Regions from separate parts of the Zea mays genome. Here region 1 is linked to region 2. Evidence: chromatin contacts called from public Hi-C data. All regions are on one chromosome and are shown on one strand. The core of a region is the stretch at or near the end of the contact, and the rest is flanking DNA. Distances in the headings are between cores, read along the strand shown.

Region 1 (6,772 bases), core at 2,131-4,630, 460 kb after region 2:
TCCCTTTTTAAGCAGACTCTCCAGCTCGCGCCTTGAAATTCCATGGGAAATCTCCCCCGATGCGTACCAGGGCGACCCAGCCTATGACACGAGGGTCCGGTCCCACAAGTCATACAGCTGGTATGCTGGTTCCCGAGTGCGAAGAAGACGAACCGCCACGCGGGGGGCAAATCGCCACCCGCGGTAGTGCGCCTCTTCATCTCCACCGAAACCAACGGCCCAGTCCCTGACGCGAGGTCCCGGGCCCACGAGTCATCCTCCTTGGGTGCCGGTTCCTGGGTGCAGAGAAGTCGAAACGCCGCTTGTGATAGTACTGCGCTTCCTCAGGGCCACCGCAGAGGACAAAAGGTGAATTTTTAAAGGCAGCAGGACCGAGGCGCCTCGCGTGTGGCCTGGCAAAACCATCATGCATGGGGCCACACATCAGTCAACCGCGGGGACAGACACGACAGTTGACGTGACCGATGGCAGCCTGACAGCGCGTGCGTGCTGAATTAATGTGGCGCGCGCTCAGGTGACGCCCCAGTCACCGGTCATGCCATGCTGACGCAAGGTACAAGATTTGGCCCCACCTGCAGGCTTGTACCCTGCCCTGAGGTGGGCCCGGGTGCCACTGTCGGTACCCTGAAATAGGGGTACCCCTTACTACAGTGTGAAGACGCTATACCCGCGTGGCTACCTCTAGTCGCGTGGTGAACAGCACTCTACCCTGCCACGTGGACGGCTCCGGGGTCGCCACGTGGCCAGGGAAGACGATATACTTCAAGATATCAACAGTGGGTCCGGACCCCATGGGAAAGTGTCGGACCCCTGTACATGTAGACCGGACCTCCAGGCAAGGTCCAGGACCCCCACGAGCGCGACCCGGACCCCCGGGATGGGTCCCGGACCCCTCTGTGTGGGGTCTGGGCTACCCACAGCCGGGTCTCGGGACTCTGGGGCAGAGAATACCCAGGCCTTGCTCAAGCAGGGGTCCGGTGCCGACACGTGTCCAGGCCCAGCCTGGTGCGGACCTGTCCGCATAACGCTACTGCTCCCCATCCAGGCGGGGACCCGATGCTGCCATGTGGCCTGCCGCGCGTGACATAAGCCAGCGGGCGGAGCCTGACGTAAAGCCTCCGGGTTGCGCGGCCCCTGCATTTATTGTGGATAAGGCGCACCGCCTGACAAGCGATGTGTCGCCTCGGCATTTAATGAGGCCTGCCCACTCTGCTGTCAGGCGGCGACCTGTCCACTATACTGGCAAGCAGTGTGCCGCCTCAGCATTTAATGAGACCTGTCCATTCCGCTGGCAGGGGGCGTGCCTGTCTATTCCATTGACAGGCAATACGCCTGTGCTGCCTCATGCGCTGCACTCGTCATGACTCGCGCGTTACCAAGGACGCTACCGCGAGATATCAATACTGTATGCACTACGGATATTATGGCGCTCGGAGATTACCCTGGCGTTGCAGGCAGTAGTTCCTTCCTTCCATTTGTCCCTAGGCCCACATGTCGGGGCTCAGTATCCTTGTATGTGCCCCTCCTTGAACTATAAAAGGGAGGGCACACTACGTTACAAGAAAAGCTCACAAGCTCACACGATCACTTAGACTCTCAGACTCACAAGTTCATACAAGCTCTCAAGCTCAATACAACAGATAGTGGAGTACGGTATTACGCTCCGGTGGCCTGAACCACTCTAAACCCTTGCGTGTTCTTGTGTTCATCGTCCATCTAGCAACAGGCAAAACGCTTAGGCCCCCTCCTCATCTTAGGATTTAGGACGGTGCATTCCACCACCCGGCCGAAGATTTCCTTTCCGACACTAGCATTGGTTTTTAGGACTATTGAAGATGTTCTTAGTTTGGGAGAGTAATTAATAAAAAAATTGGCATTTGATCGAACAACAATGTTTACCTACAAGCCACACTAGATGCGGCATCTCCAACAAGTGACTTAAATAGTGCCTAAAAATTAAAATACTATATTGTTTAAAACGTTTAGACACTAAAAATAAATTATGCTCCAATAATTAAGTTCTAAATCATGTATTTTAGAAAGTAAATTATATTATTAGAAAAGAAAATGGTGAGAGCGATGTAGAAAATAAGGATATGACACGAGTGTCAGAGCATCTCCAAAAGGAAATGCAAAAGTATTCGCCAAAAACTGATTATGAGGGTATATTAAATCTTTTTTATGGTGTAAACAAAGTGTACCTCCATCAATTCACGCAAAACGAATGCTCAAACAAAACTGGGCCACTTGCAGGTGCTGTTGCTGGCCCAGCTGATCTCTACCGTTGGCCCGTGCATGCTTGCTGATAGACATATTTATTTGTGCTACTCGTTGTATCACTCTTGCTGTCGCCGCACGCCGCTAGGAATCGACTGCATCAAGGTATGAAACTGTTCCTACGTCTTGATAATTGTTATTAATTGCATCTTTGCTTGACCGTTAATCGGAATTTTGTGAATAAAACAGATTATGCGACGTCATCCAGTAAGCAGAAGTTAGGAACTGAGACTACACGTCATGATTTATTAAGTAAAGATGAAAGCAAACAATTGAACTAATCGATTCTCAGAGCACAAATTTGATTATCAATACAAAATAATTGAAGGTTGAGATAAACAACCACTACCGTTCATCGCGTGCTCCATGGATGTAGACAAGTCGTCAATGCGGGAAAACAAGGGAGCTGCAATTGGATCTGATTCAACGTCGACACAGGACACATCCTCCCATTTCAGAACGGAGTTCTCCTTCACCTCGCATTTGCATTCCATCCTCCAGGTCTAGGTTGAGGCTGATCATTGCGGTGTGGTTGAGGCTGTAGATTCAAAGCAGCCGTCTGTCTCGACTGGGTTTCAAAGCTCTAGCCATCGACTCTGCCGCCGCCTCCTACACTTGTGATGCCTCTCGCGCCGCCACTCTCCATTCCTTCCTCGGCACCTGAATGAAAAATACCGCGGGAAAGGACTAGTGAAGCGCGCGCAAGGATGGATTGGGGAAAGACCTTGCTCACTGATATTTGTGGGAGGGCGGACCACGGATGCGGGACGCAGGTAATTTAGGGGAAGGAAGGGAGGTCTGTTGGACTGAGAAATTTCGTTATTCCACCCCTAAACGCATTTATGGATTGGTTTTAGTATTCTTTTGGAGATGCTCTAAGTGTAGTATATTTGGGTCATTTTGTGGTGTGCCGTATATTTTTGATAAAAAATATAAAATAAGATGTACTATTAGAGATACTATATGGATATTAAATACCAAAAAAATCTTATCAACAAATTAAAAAAACACACGGGGAAATCTTTTCTAGCCAATACCGATACCGAGAGAATCCCTTCAAACACGCCTCTCGCATGTACTCCACGAAAGCTCAAATCAAATACGCACACAAAACAAACCCAGGAGCCAGGTGGGTCACGAGGCCCACATGTCGGTCCCAGTGGGGATGCCCCGCGATACGTTTCCCCGATGGCGCGTAGCTATTTTTGCAAACCGAAGCCGGATTTGGGCGAATTGATAGCGCGTCTCCGCTGTCCCTTTCTCCCCGTCGTCTACGTCCCTTCCGGCCGCGTCCTTCCCCTCCCAAGATCAACCCCCCCGCGCGCTTGTCTCCTTCCCCCGGCCATCTCCGGCACCGGATTTTTCGTCGCCGCCTTGTCCTGGCCCCTTCCGCGAAGACCCATTCCCACACACCCTTTATGCCAACTTGCCGCCCCCGCGGATTCGCGCGCACCGCGGTCGGTGTCTAGGCTTGATTGGCCCTGGCCCAGGAGCACGGCGAAAGGCGGCGTCTTGGTGTGAAGCGGCCGCGCTGGATTGGTTGCCGCCGGTGGTGCTGATCGTTGGGCGTGTTTGAGAGCGCGCCGAAGGCTCTGCCTTGTGGGGAGCGGTCGACAGGCAGGGTCAAAGGAGGCGGTCTTTCCTCTTGTCCCGATCGCATTGTTGATCTGACACGGTTTCTTGGGAAATTCAGGTTAGGGATAGGCGGGGGGAGTGGGGTCGTCGTGAAGGAGGCAGCAGCGGTTCGCGTGGATCGAGGAAGGGATTTTATTGCGTTGGGATTTGGTAGGTGGTGGCGCTGCTCTTGCCGTTCTTGGCATGAGCGTTGGAGATGGGGACGGACTACTACAATGTGCTCAAGGTGAACCGGAACGCCACGGAGGAGGACCTCAAGAAGTCGTACCGCCGGCTGGCCATGAGGTGGCACCCCGACAAGAACCCTGGCGACGTCAAGAAGGAAGCCGAGGCCAAATTCAAGAAGATCTCCGAGGCCTACGAGGTATGGAAATTGCAGGGAAAAAATTGCAGTTACATTGGTTGCAGCTGCAGCACCTTCTTGCTTAGCTTTGCTTTCGCGGCGCAGGCCTGATTAGTGATTACGCTTTGGAATATCTGGTAAAAGTTACTACTGTCTTTCCTCTGAATCGCAAGCACAGTTTGGATAAATTTCCATGTACTTGTTACCAGAGAAAATCCATTTTCACCAGTAGATATTAGCACTAGTTGTTTCGTTAGCGATTTGCGAGCTGGAATTCTGCAAATATCATGGAGATTCGTGTCGACTATGCGTTATGTCGGTTTTCAATATGTAGCTCTTGTATTCTGTCATCCTGATCGAGTGGTCGATCCTGCCTGTAAAATCATAATGTGCGTCATTTCTATGGCTGCTCATTTCTGCATTTTCTGCTCCTTCAGATTACGACAAAATGCTCGCTGGCTCCTTTCAGGTTCTGAGTGATCCGCAGAAGAGGGCGGCGTACGATCAGTACGGCGAGGAAGGCCTGAAGGCCTCCGCAGACGGCGGTGGTGGTGGTGGTGGTTCCACGTCCACGAACGGGGCCGCCAACCAACGCTTCAACCCTCGCAACGCCGAAGACGTGTTCGCCGAGTTCTTTGGCAGCAACAAGCCGTTCGAGAACATGGGGCGAGCCAAGTCAATGAGGTTCCAGACAGAAGGCGCTGGCACCTTCGGTGGGTTCGGTGGGAACGAGAGCAAGTTCAGACCATACAACAACGATTCGGCCGGCACCGGCTCCAGTCAGGCTCGGAAGCCGCCGCCCGTGGAGACCAAACTGCCCTGCACGCTCGAAGAGCTGTACGCAGGCTCAGCACGCAAGATGAAGATCTCCAGGAACGTTGTGAAGCCGAATGGGTGAGCCTTTTTTGTTGCACCATCTTTCACATTTGAGACTAAAGATCACAGATCAACAGAGTCTTAGCTTATTTCAGCTCTCTCACTGCTGAGTTTTGAACAGGCAACTAGGGACCGAATCGGAGATTCTAACGATCGATATAAAGCCCGGCTGGAAGAAGGGGACCAAGATCACGTTCCCGGACAAGGGCAACGAGCAGCCGAACCAACTCCCCGCCGACCTCGTCTTCGTCATCGACGAGAAACCCCATGACCTGTACACGAGAGAGGGCAACGACCTCCTGGTCCACCGGAAGATCGATCTGGTGGACGCGTTGGCAGGAACGACGGTCAGCCTGAAGACGCTCGACGGGCGTGACCTGGTGATTAGGCTCACGGACGTGGTGACACCTGGGTACGAGCTTGTGGTCGCCAAGGAGGGGATGCCTATCGTCAAGGAGAACGGGAGGAGAGGCAACCTGAGGATCAAGTTCGACGTCGGTTTCCCTAAGAGGTTGTCGTCGGAGCAGCGGCACACCATTCGGAAGGTTCTTGGAGGCCAGCCTCAGCAGCAGTGAGCACAGGCGTTCGAAACAAGATTGTCTGCCCCTTATTGGCTACCCATGCAATGCAGATTTGCAGACTAGTTCAGATGTTCTTCTCTTTCTTCGGCTGGCTTGTACTGTATGTTTAGTTGTTTTTTCCTTTGTGGTGTTTTCTGATCTTCTTCTCCCTTGTTGGAAAAAATGGTGGTATTGAAGACCACAGGTGTAATACAAGAATGCTGTCTTTGTGTCTTCATTTACATGTTTCAGATATCGTTTGGTTCACATATTTGTAAGTAACAGATAACATTAGATCATGTTTGTTTAGCTCTAATCGTAATGAGATGCCACACTAGAAATTAATACCAACATATTTAAACTTGTTACTTACCATTTATGTTTGTTTAGGGCTGTCCGTATCCTTTTTCTTATGAATTTTGTTTATTGATGTATACAAAAACAAAATGATATCAGTGTTGCACAACGATGAAGGGTAACAATCTTGGTACTATGTGAAAAAATGAATTTTCTGAAGGTTAACATGCTTTGCAGTCTCAGACCCCCAGGTGCATTATATTACGTTCACGGAATAACATCATGAGGAATTATCCGATCCTGCGTCCGAACCTCGATGGGTTGTTTGGTTTGATGAAGGGAACTAACCTGTCCGCCATGCGATTACACCCTCCTATTCACAGCATCTACTCATTCCTCCAGAAATAGTCGGTCGAACACATGACGGACACACTGATGCCAGACAGCCTGTTAGTGAAATGCCGAATGCTTTTGAGGATTCATCCAAGAAAAAGGGCAGGAACCTGAAACATTTTCCAAAACATCTTTTCGTTTGATGTGGAAATATACATTTCACAGCAACGATTATAGGAGTTCAGTTCAAATCAGCATGTCCAGACTCTTAAACCCCTTTCAGTCCATCATAAGGCAGTCCTGACGACAGGGCAGCCTTCCCATTTTTTTCCTACAAAAGAGCAAACTAGTAAAAGCATCTCCAACAATATATCAAATTGATACCCCATATTAAAATATAGAGGTCAATCTAGAAAAAACAGTTTCAACAGTGTCTTCTTTTATAAAAAAT
Region 2 (7,759 bases), core at 3,619-6,118:
AAGGCATGTAAGTGGTGAAGTACAGTCAGATGAATCTTCATTAACTACAGTCAGATGACTGCTTAACACCCATTCTGGTGTATTTTCCCAATGCACCAGAAGGAGATAGAAACAATTAGCTTTTCCTTCACCACAAATATACAACAGTTGTCGAGTAATTATGCCTATGACAGCAGCTAACAACAATTCCAGATGCAGAAAATAAGATACTCATAAGTGACTTTTTGAGGTTGTCTGAAGCCAACTGTTCTAAATTGACAACGGAATACTTATTTCAAGTAATATGAGTATTTGCTATATTCTACAGGCGTTATAATAAAAAAAGTCAAAATTTACAGAGATCCCACTTATTGTTGACTGGAGCGAGAACTTGTCCAGGTTAGACATTCTGCCTGGGTTTTGTGGCAAATTGCAGCTCTGAACAAATAGGCTTGTAGGGTCTAACAAAATTTCCATTGTGACAGAAGAATAAATGTAAATAGAACCAAGTTATGTGGAACAAAATAATATATATCACTACCTTGGTGTTTATTTGTTGAGGAGGTCCTCTAGAGCCCTCAAATGCTCTACTCTCAAGCATCCTAAGCAAGCGTTGTCCATCAGTGTTGGCAAGTATTTTTATTCCATTATCACTTGTGGTAACTGCAAGTAATGAACCTTCTCTATTGAATCTCAAACGAGGGCTTGCCTGCAAAATATCAGTAAAAAGCTTCAGCATGGTAACAGAAAAAAGAACTCAACCAGAGCGGGAAGACGTCCCCTAGGCATTGCGATAAGAAACTGTACCAGGATTTGAACGCAGACAGGCAAGGGGAGACCCCCAAGCACACTGCCCTAACTGGTATAAGAAAAAGGAAGATACTTACTGGCAGTCCACCGTCACAGTCTGTTGTTGTTAGTATGTTATTGTTATCCATATCCCAGAATTTAACAAGAAATTCATCTCCAGCAGCCAAGAAGCGATTCCTAGTTGTGTCAAACTGAACAACACCGAGTGAACGTTTCCTGAAGCCATTGTATGTCCTCTTAATTGCCCCTTCAGTTTCATTCCACTCAACCAAGTGTGAATCACCTTCTTTACTAGTACCACAAGAGAATAATCTGCAAGAAAAAATGGATCAAGAACTTATATAGTTTGTTACTCATCAGCAGATATTAAACTTTATATTAACATTTGCTATGTTTCACCTTGTCCCATCAGCACTGTAAGCCATGGTAGTACACCAATGTCCAGGAGCATCATAGTCAACTCTTGAGCCCAAGCAATCATACAACCATGCCTTGATTTTTCCATCAATGGCAGTAGAGAAGATAAACTACAGTACAAGACAGCTAAAGTTAAGAAATATATGACAAATGACAAATAGTAAGGACAAAACAAAACATATCAGAACCTTTACGTATCAAACATTATAGCAATAAACATGGTGTTAATACTAAATGGGACCATTACAGCAATAGACATGACATAGTTGGATGCTAAAAGGGAACACAAAGGTCTTTCTCAAAAAATAGCATCAGTCGGAACATTGCCAGAATACTAACACAAAAGGTCTGCAACATAATGCCAGTGCAAAATAAATAGATGAGTTTCAAGAAAATCAGCGTTGAAGTCATGCCAAGGGTACCTGAATGGACTCCTTGTAGTGAGGGCATACAGAATACACAGGAGCTTCATGTCCTTCAAATGTGTACTGCTTCTGTCCTGTTTGAGCATCCCACACCTGCCAAATCAAGAGTCCGGATATATTCCAGGTGTTCTTGTTTGTTTTGAGAGAAAAAACAAGAGACCACACAATATCCTCACCTTGATGAGTTTATCATCACCACATGTGATGATAGATAGAGTTTTATTAGGGTGAGAGAAGGCTATATCATTAACCCCACCGATGTGTGCGTCAATCTGTAATTCCAAGAGTTAGGGACCTTAAAGCAGTTAGTATTTACAATCAGTATTAGAATATATGTGCACACACCTCTGCTTGCTGCCGTAAATCTCCATTAGGTACAAAAGTATATGTCTGAACAATATGCTTCGAGAAAGCAACACCTGGAAAAAGCAGCTGGTGGAATTAAATATCTCCATTTAAGATCCAAACAAAATAGAACACCACAATTATGAAACAACATCAATATCGAGATTAAAAAATAGAACACTCCCAAGTATACCATAATGGATAGCGTCTTATTTTAACAAGAGCACAACCAAATGCAAATAATAGCATTGAAAGAAACACTACCATACCTAGAATAGTTCCATCAGGGCTCCACAGACATCTATTGACAGATACTGCAGCATCTTTCATCAGCGAAGCCTGCAGAACAACAAATTGTCGATAAAAAACTACCATTCAAGGCACCAAGCTGCTTCCAGCTGCACAAAGCTCATACACAATAACTGAAGTAGTCACCTGCAAAGGCAAGGTACAGGAACCAATATCCCAAACTTTGAAAGTCTTGTGAGCTATCCTTTCCCGTGAACCAACTTCCCACACCGCAATGTCACCAACATTTGTTCCAACTGTTTAGGTCAGGAAACTGTAAATATAATGGACAGTTACCAAAGTAACAGTTCAATAATCAAGGGACATGTTTGCAGCGAGTACCTAAAAGAATGGTTTGTTGAACGGGGTGGAAATCCAGGCTCATAACATTAGAACCCTGATTAAGGGTACGAGAAACTTGTTTGGGAAGGTCTTCTTGTGTGTACATATTGGCAGGATGGCTTGCACCAGAGAAAGATACCTGTCATAGTTTCAATGAATCATAGCTTGTTTGATTATGTAAATTACAGAAAAAAAATGAGGTCAAACACAAATCAGTCTTGAGTTCGTCTAATACCTCATCTGGTTGTCCAACCCGCATTCTTTTCATGAGATGTTCTGAATCTGCAGATTGGTAATCAATACCAGGTGCACTTGTAGGGGTTCTAGGATGCTTTAGAAATGCCGCTGAGAGCAAACAGCCAGTTCAGAAAGGACCAAACACTGCAACCAGCAACAACCACCATTTATCAGAATTACTTTCAACATACCTGTGTTTGGAGCCTGAACGAGACCAGGTGGCCCTTGTGCAACAGCAGCATGAGGCAAAGAGGGGTTGGCATTTGTCATCCAACCTGCAATTGCGTTTGGAGATGGCGACACCACAGGTTGAAATGGCTGCAAGATCGATGCCATATAAGCAATCGATAGTCAGGATAAGTTAAATGGCCTAATTGTGACAATACTTACAGCATGAGCACCCATTGGTGGAAATCCAGCTGACTTAGGGATGGATCCAAGTGGACCATTGGCAGGTGGAGGTGCTCTTGCTCCATTGGTAGGAGCAGCACAAGAGTGATCAGTGAAGAGTGTCTTGATGTCAGGGTTTGGTCTGGGGTTCTTGCAAAGCTGATGTTGCCAGTTCAGACTGAAAGGCATTAGAAAGAAAACCCAGTTAGCCTCATCTTTTACATGCACGAAATGTGCTTCTGAAAGCATTGTTAGATTTGTAGGCATAACAAGTAGAGAAATCCCAATTGTGGCATTTATGGACATGACCTTACAATAAGAAAAGGGATGGTATCTGCTATAGCATAAGCATCTAAAGCTAGGGCCACTATAAAGAGACCATTTCTTTGCACATTGTCGATAAAAGCTGGTTACTTGGGATAAACAGGTAGAGATGTGCAAATCACATGAAACAATCCGAAAAGGAAGAACCATATCAAGAAGATTCTGTAGTGATGAACAACCAGAAGCAATAAAACTTCAACAAGACAAAAGAACAAAGGAAGCATTGACTACATTTAACTGACACCTTATCCATCATAATTACTAAGGGAACTCAAAGAAAGACATTATTTGGCACCAGAATAACCAGAAAGAAGATTTAAAAAATAGTAAACCTACACAAGTAGCAGTTACATAATTGAACTATTTGATTTATACCAATTGTGCACATAGAAAATTAAATGCTACCATACAATCTAATTAAATTTAGACCAAAGAACATCATAGAATTTATATTCACAAATCGTAACCTGATATTTTAAGGAAGTCTATATGTGTGACTAAACATATCAAAATCAAACAATCAACACCTTTGATTGATCAATGTGCGAAGTCTGGAAGCTTTGAATGGTGGGAAATTCAGCTTGTCCCGGAACAGAGGGTTTGCTTCAATGAGCTTTTTGAGCTCCAAAAGCATGATATTCCGGGCTGACTTTGTGTCCCCATACTTGGACAGCTGCTCATTTTGCCTGTTGATCATTAATACACAATCACATCCGCCCCGGCCCAATGCACTAAACATTTTTCTTCTGAACAGAAAGTTACCGAACCTGAAATTCTCCAAGGTCAGCAGCTGCGTTATCTCCTTGAACAGCTCCTCATTGAAGGAGGCGAATACCTTAAGATCCTTCACGAGAATCTCCACAGCCTTGGCTCTGTCATGCCTGTGACACCGACAGCAAATTCAGCAAAAAAAACAACCTTGACAACGACAAGGGACCAAGAGTAGCTTAGCGATGGGTCAGTCACCTATCAAGGGCCTCGAGGTACTTTTGCTTGCGGATCTCAAAGAAGATCTTCATGGAGTAGCGGTTGTCCTCCACCTTGGTGAAGCCGCTGAGGTACTTCTCCACCTCGTCCCACTCGCCGCCCTGCACGAGGTCCTCGAAGTGCTTCATGTTGAAGTAGAAGCCCGACTCCTGCTCCAACCTGCAGAGGCAACCGCAAAAGGGATCAGAAATCCAGCAAAGCAAGGCCTCGAAAAAAAGCCATTCATGGTCATGGCCTGCACTCACTTGTGGACCGTCTCTTTGAACTTCTCCTCGTCGAGGAACTGCAGGATGAGGAAAACCAGCTCCCTGCTAAGAGACGACATGGCTCCCCCGATCCCGGCCGGAGCCTCCAGCTCTCAAAAACCGGCCTAAACCTCGGGCCTTCCCGGCAGATCCCTCCCAAACCCCCCGCAAAAACCCGCTTCAAACCGCCCAAAAAGCGACAGCAGCAACTCAGCAAGCAAGCGGCTACACCGAGCTCAAAACCTTGCTCGGGAGCCCAGAGCCAGAACCCACGAACCAAGCAAACTCACGACCAGAGCACGGGCCTCGCCGCGCCCATCCCGCCGGGATCCCCGCCGATTCCGTCGGCGCGACCGCCGATCTGAAGCTGCCGACGCCGGCAGCTCGAATCCGGCCGCCAGGCGTCGCCTGCAGAGGGTCCCGCCTCAAACGCGCCGCCGTCGGCTAGGGTTCGGCCGCGCCGCCGCCTCCGTCTCCACGCCTCAGCAACAGCTGCCCGCGTTTCGCTTCTTTTATCTCGCTCGCTTAGTTTCTCTCTCCGAGAACTTCTCTCGCTCTCTGTTTTCTCCTCACCCGTTTCGGGGTTTTTCGGACCGCGTTTTATAGCCCCCTCGAGCAGTCTCTGCATATATAGCAACCCAGACAACCCGAGCAATTACGGTGACGCCCTCCTAGCAGCCACTATATTTACGCGTCTACCACTGTCGCATCAGGTCTCCAAGGGCAACCTCGTGATTTTTCTCGGGGAGGGCAGAAGCGGGAAAGCGGCGGTCGCGCGGTCGCTTGCCAGCCAGGGAGGGTTGTTTCCGTCATTCGGCGCATGGGAAGCGGAGCATCTGGGGGTGGCTGCGGGGCCCACGATGATCGTGGGGACGGTGAGGGGTAGAACGGTCATTTTGGGAGCCGGATACTGTAAGTTTTCCCTGCTGCCACGTCACCCTTCCTCGTACCCATTAAAATAACTCCTTTCTCTTGCCCGGTTTTCCTCCCTCTCTCCATCGCTTTCTGGCGCATCACCGGTTTCAATTTTTGAACGAGGCGGGTTTGTGGTAGGCGCACCCAGCACACCTACCCAGCTTTTCAGGCGTGTACTAAGTTTGATCATGACACGATATAGAATATGTTCTCTTTCTTAGATACTATAGCTTGCTGTTCCAGAAAAAATTGTATATATAGAAGATATACTTGGCTGAAAGATGTTGTGCTATGGATTAAATAGGTATCCAAATTGTTAAGATAAATTTCATATTTTAAAATAGATCATTTCTTATATTATCAAACACACTTATTATAAATAAGAATAAATTTTTGCATAAATTAATTTATACGATATTTGCTCTTGCAACAAAAAATGAAAAAATATATGTAATTGTATCCAAATTATATCCGAATTTTATATCTATTGTTTGAAAAAAATATGATAAATTTGATATTTATTTTTATGAATCTTCATAAGCTCAATGTTAAAAATAAAAATATAAATTTGCATAGCAGATTATATATCCTATTTATTCACAGTAAAAGAGAAAATACCAAAAAATGATGTTTGAATAAATATTTATTTTCATCCCAACTTGTGCATCTGCATACCATATTTCATCGGCTCAACGGTGAAATAATATCTTTTTGGCTACAAAAGTGTTTATTTATGTTAATGTACAGATCATCATATTGCAGATATATTTGTATCCGACACATGTATTTTCTCTAGTTGGCAATTGGTACTCTTTGAGAAGATTGCTTGAACACATGATGTTTTCATCATTAAAGCTAATGTTTTCAACCTCTATTATTTTTTTATCTTTGAGTATGTTGAGAGATGAGTAGCCAATTTAGGGCATGTACAACCCCATTAATTGAGGTGTCTCTTAAGGGGTTTCTAGAAAGTTAAGTGAAAAAACTCAAGATAAGAGCATGTCTCGTCATGACTTTCTATATTTATTGTCTCTTTACTATATTATGGTCTAGAGGCTTAGGGTTGTATTATGTAGTCTCTTACCTGTCTCTTTGATTTAGAAAACCGTTCTAGAGTCTCTAGGTTGTACATGGAAATGGGTGTCTACCATGAAAACCATGTATGTATATTGAGACTGATCTAAAATAGGAAGTACGAGAACATGGCATTCATATATGGTATAGCAATGCATTGAGGCTACCTTCTAAATCTGATTCTCATAAAAAATACTTGTTCTCTAATCGATGTTCGTAGCAGCCCTAACAAGACTTTGGTTGTTGACCATGCAGATAGTCATGGTATGGATACAAACTAGCTATTGTTTCATCCACAAGCTAACGCTAACGCCTAGTTTATTTCGGTGCCAGCATTACCACACACAAGAAAGCCAGCAGCGGCCAATTGGTTTGCACACACGTGCCAAATAAAACCACGGCGACATGTTGGTTCACACTACAATAACAGAAGCCATTTTCGGTGGCCATAAACCGCCAAAATGAGCCTTTCGGTAGCAGGTGCGACATCAGGAGAGAGGAGGGAGTGAGAAGGGAAGAGAGGAAAGAGAGAAGAAAGGGTGTTGTGTCACGTTAAAATTCATTATTTTTGGCAGCCGGAACGCATGCCGTCGAAAATAAGGTTATTTTGGGCGGCCATAGAACTTAGCCGCTAAAAATAACCTTATTTTTTGCGGCCAGTCGACCACTCACAACCTCCAAAAGTTACTTACTATTTTCGGCGACCAGGGTTCGGCCGCCAAAAATGGTGTGCAGTTTTTTGTGTCACGAGAGTTTTTGCCAAATAGCAGCTGAGAATGCTTTAGGGAGTATTCGAACGAGTCATAAACACTTCATAATTGCTATCTCGTAATGTTTTAGGTATAGAAAAATAGTTGGTGCATGATCATAAGTAGTAAGCTTGGCCATATCCTTGAACGGTCCTGTTAGAATGCTTTGATGCTACTAGACATGTAGGAAATAACTTATGGTAGCATCCCTAATGAATCATCAAGAGCTGAC

What was found. Hi-C and Micro-C count contacts between places; a contact is called where the count stands out from the background.
Region 1: a Hi-C map of bundle sheath shows a contact between it and region 2, with 5 times the contacts expected there. The contact joins the promoter of LOC103641254 here to the promoter of LOC100381576 in region 2. A contact is called at or near these places in 8 of 25 Hi-C or Micro-C datasets (bundle sheath, ear, endosperm and 3 more).

Annotation. Positions count from the first base shown.
Region 1 is chr10:78,337,143-78,343,914 of Zm-B73-REFERENCE-NAM-5.0, forward strand. It overlaps LOC103641254 (dnaJ homolog subfamily B member 4), which reads left to right and starts at 3,381. Exons shown (of 3, transcript XM_008664618.4): 1 at 3,381-4,276; 2 at 4,725-5,149; 3 at 5,253-6,042. The coding sequence starts at 4,109. The coding sequence ends at 5,706.
Region 2 is chr10:77,876,371-77,884,129 of Zm-B73-REFERENCE-NAM-5.0, forward strand. LOC100381576 reads right to left here and starts at 4,869. Exons shown (of 25, transcript NM_001174401.2): 1 at 4,790-4,869; 2 at 4,524-4,703; 3 at 4,325-4,438; 4 at 4,085-4,243; 5 at 3,234-3,411; 6 at 3,035-3,161; 7 at 2,842-2,951; 8 at 2,607-2,745; 9 at 2,412-2,521; 10 at 2,246-2,315; 11 at 1,977-2,050; 12 at 1,808-1,903; 13 at 1,629-1,724; 14 at 1,189-1,316; 2 more. The coding sequence starts at 4,869.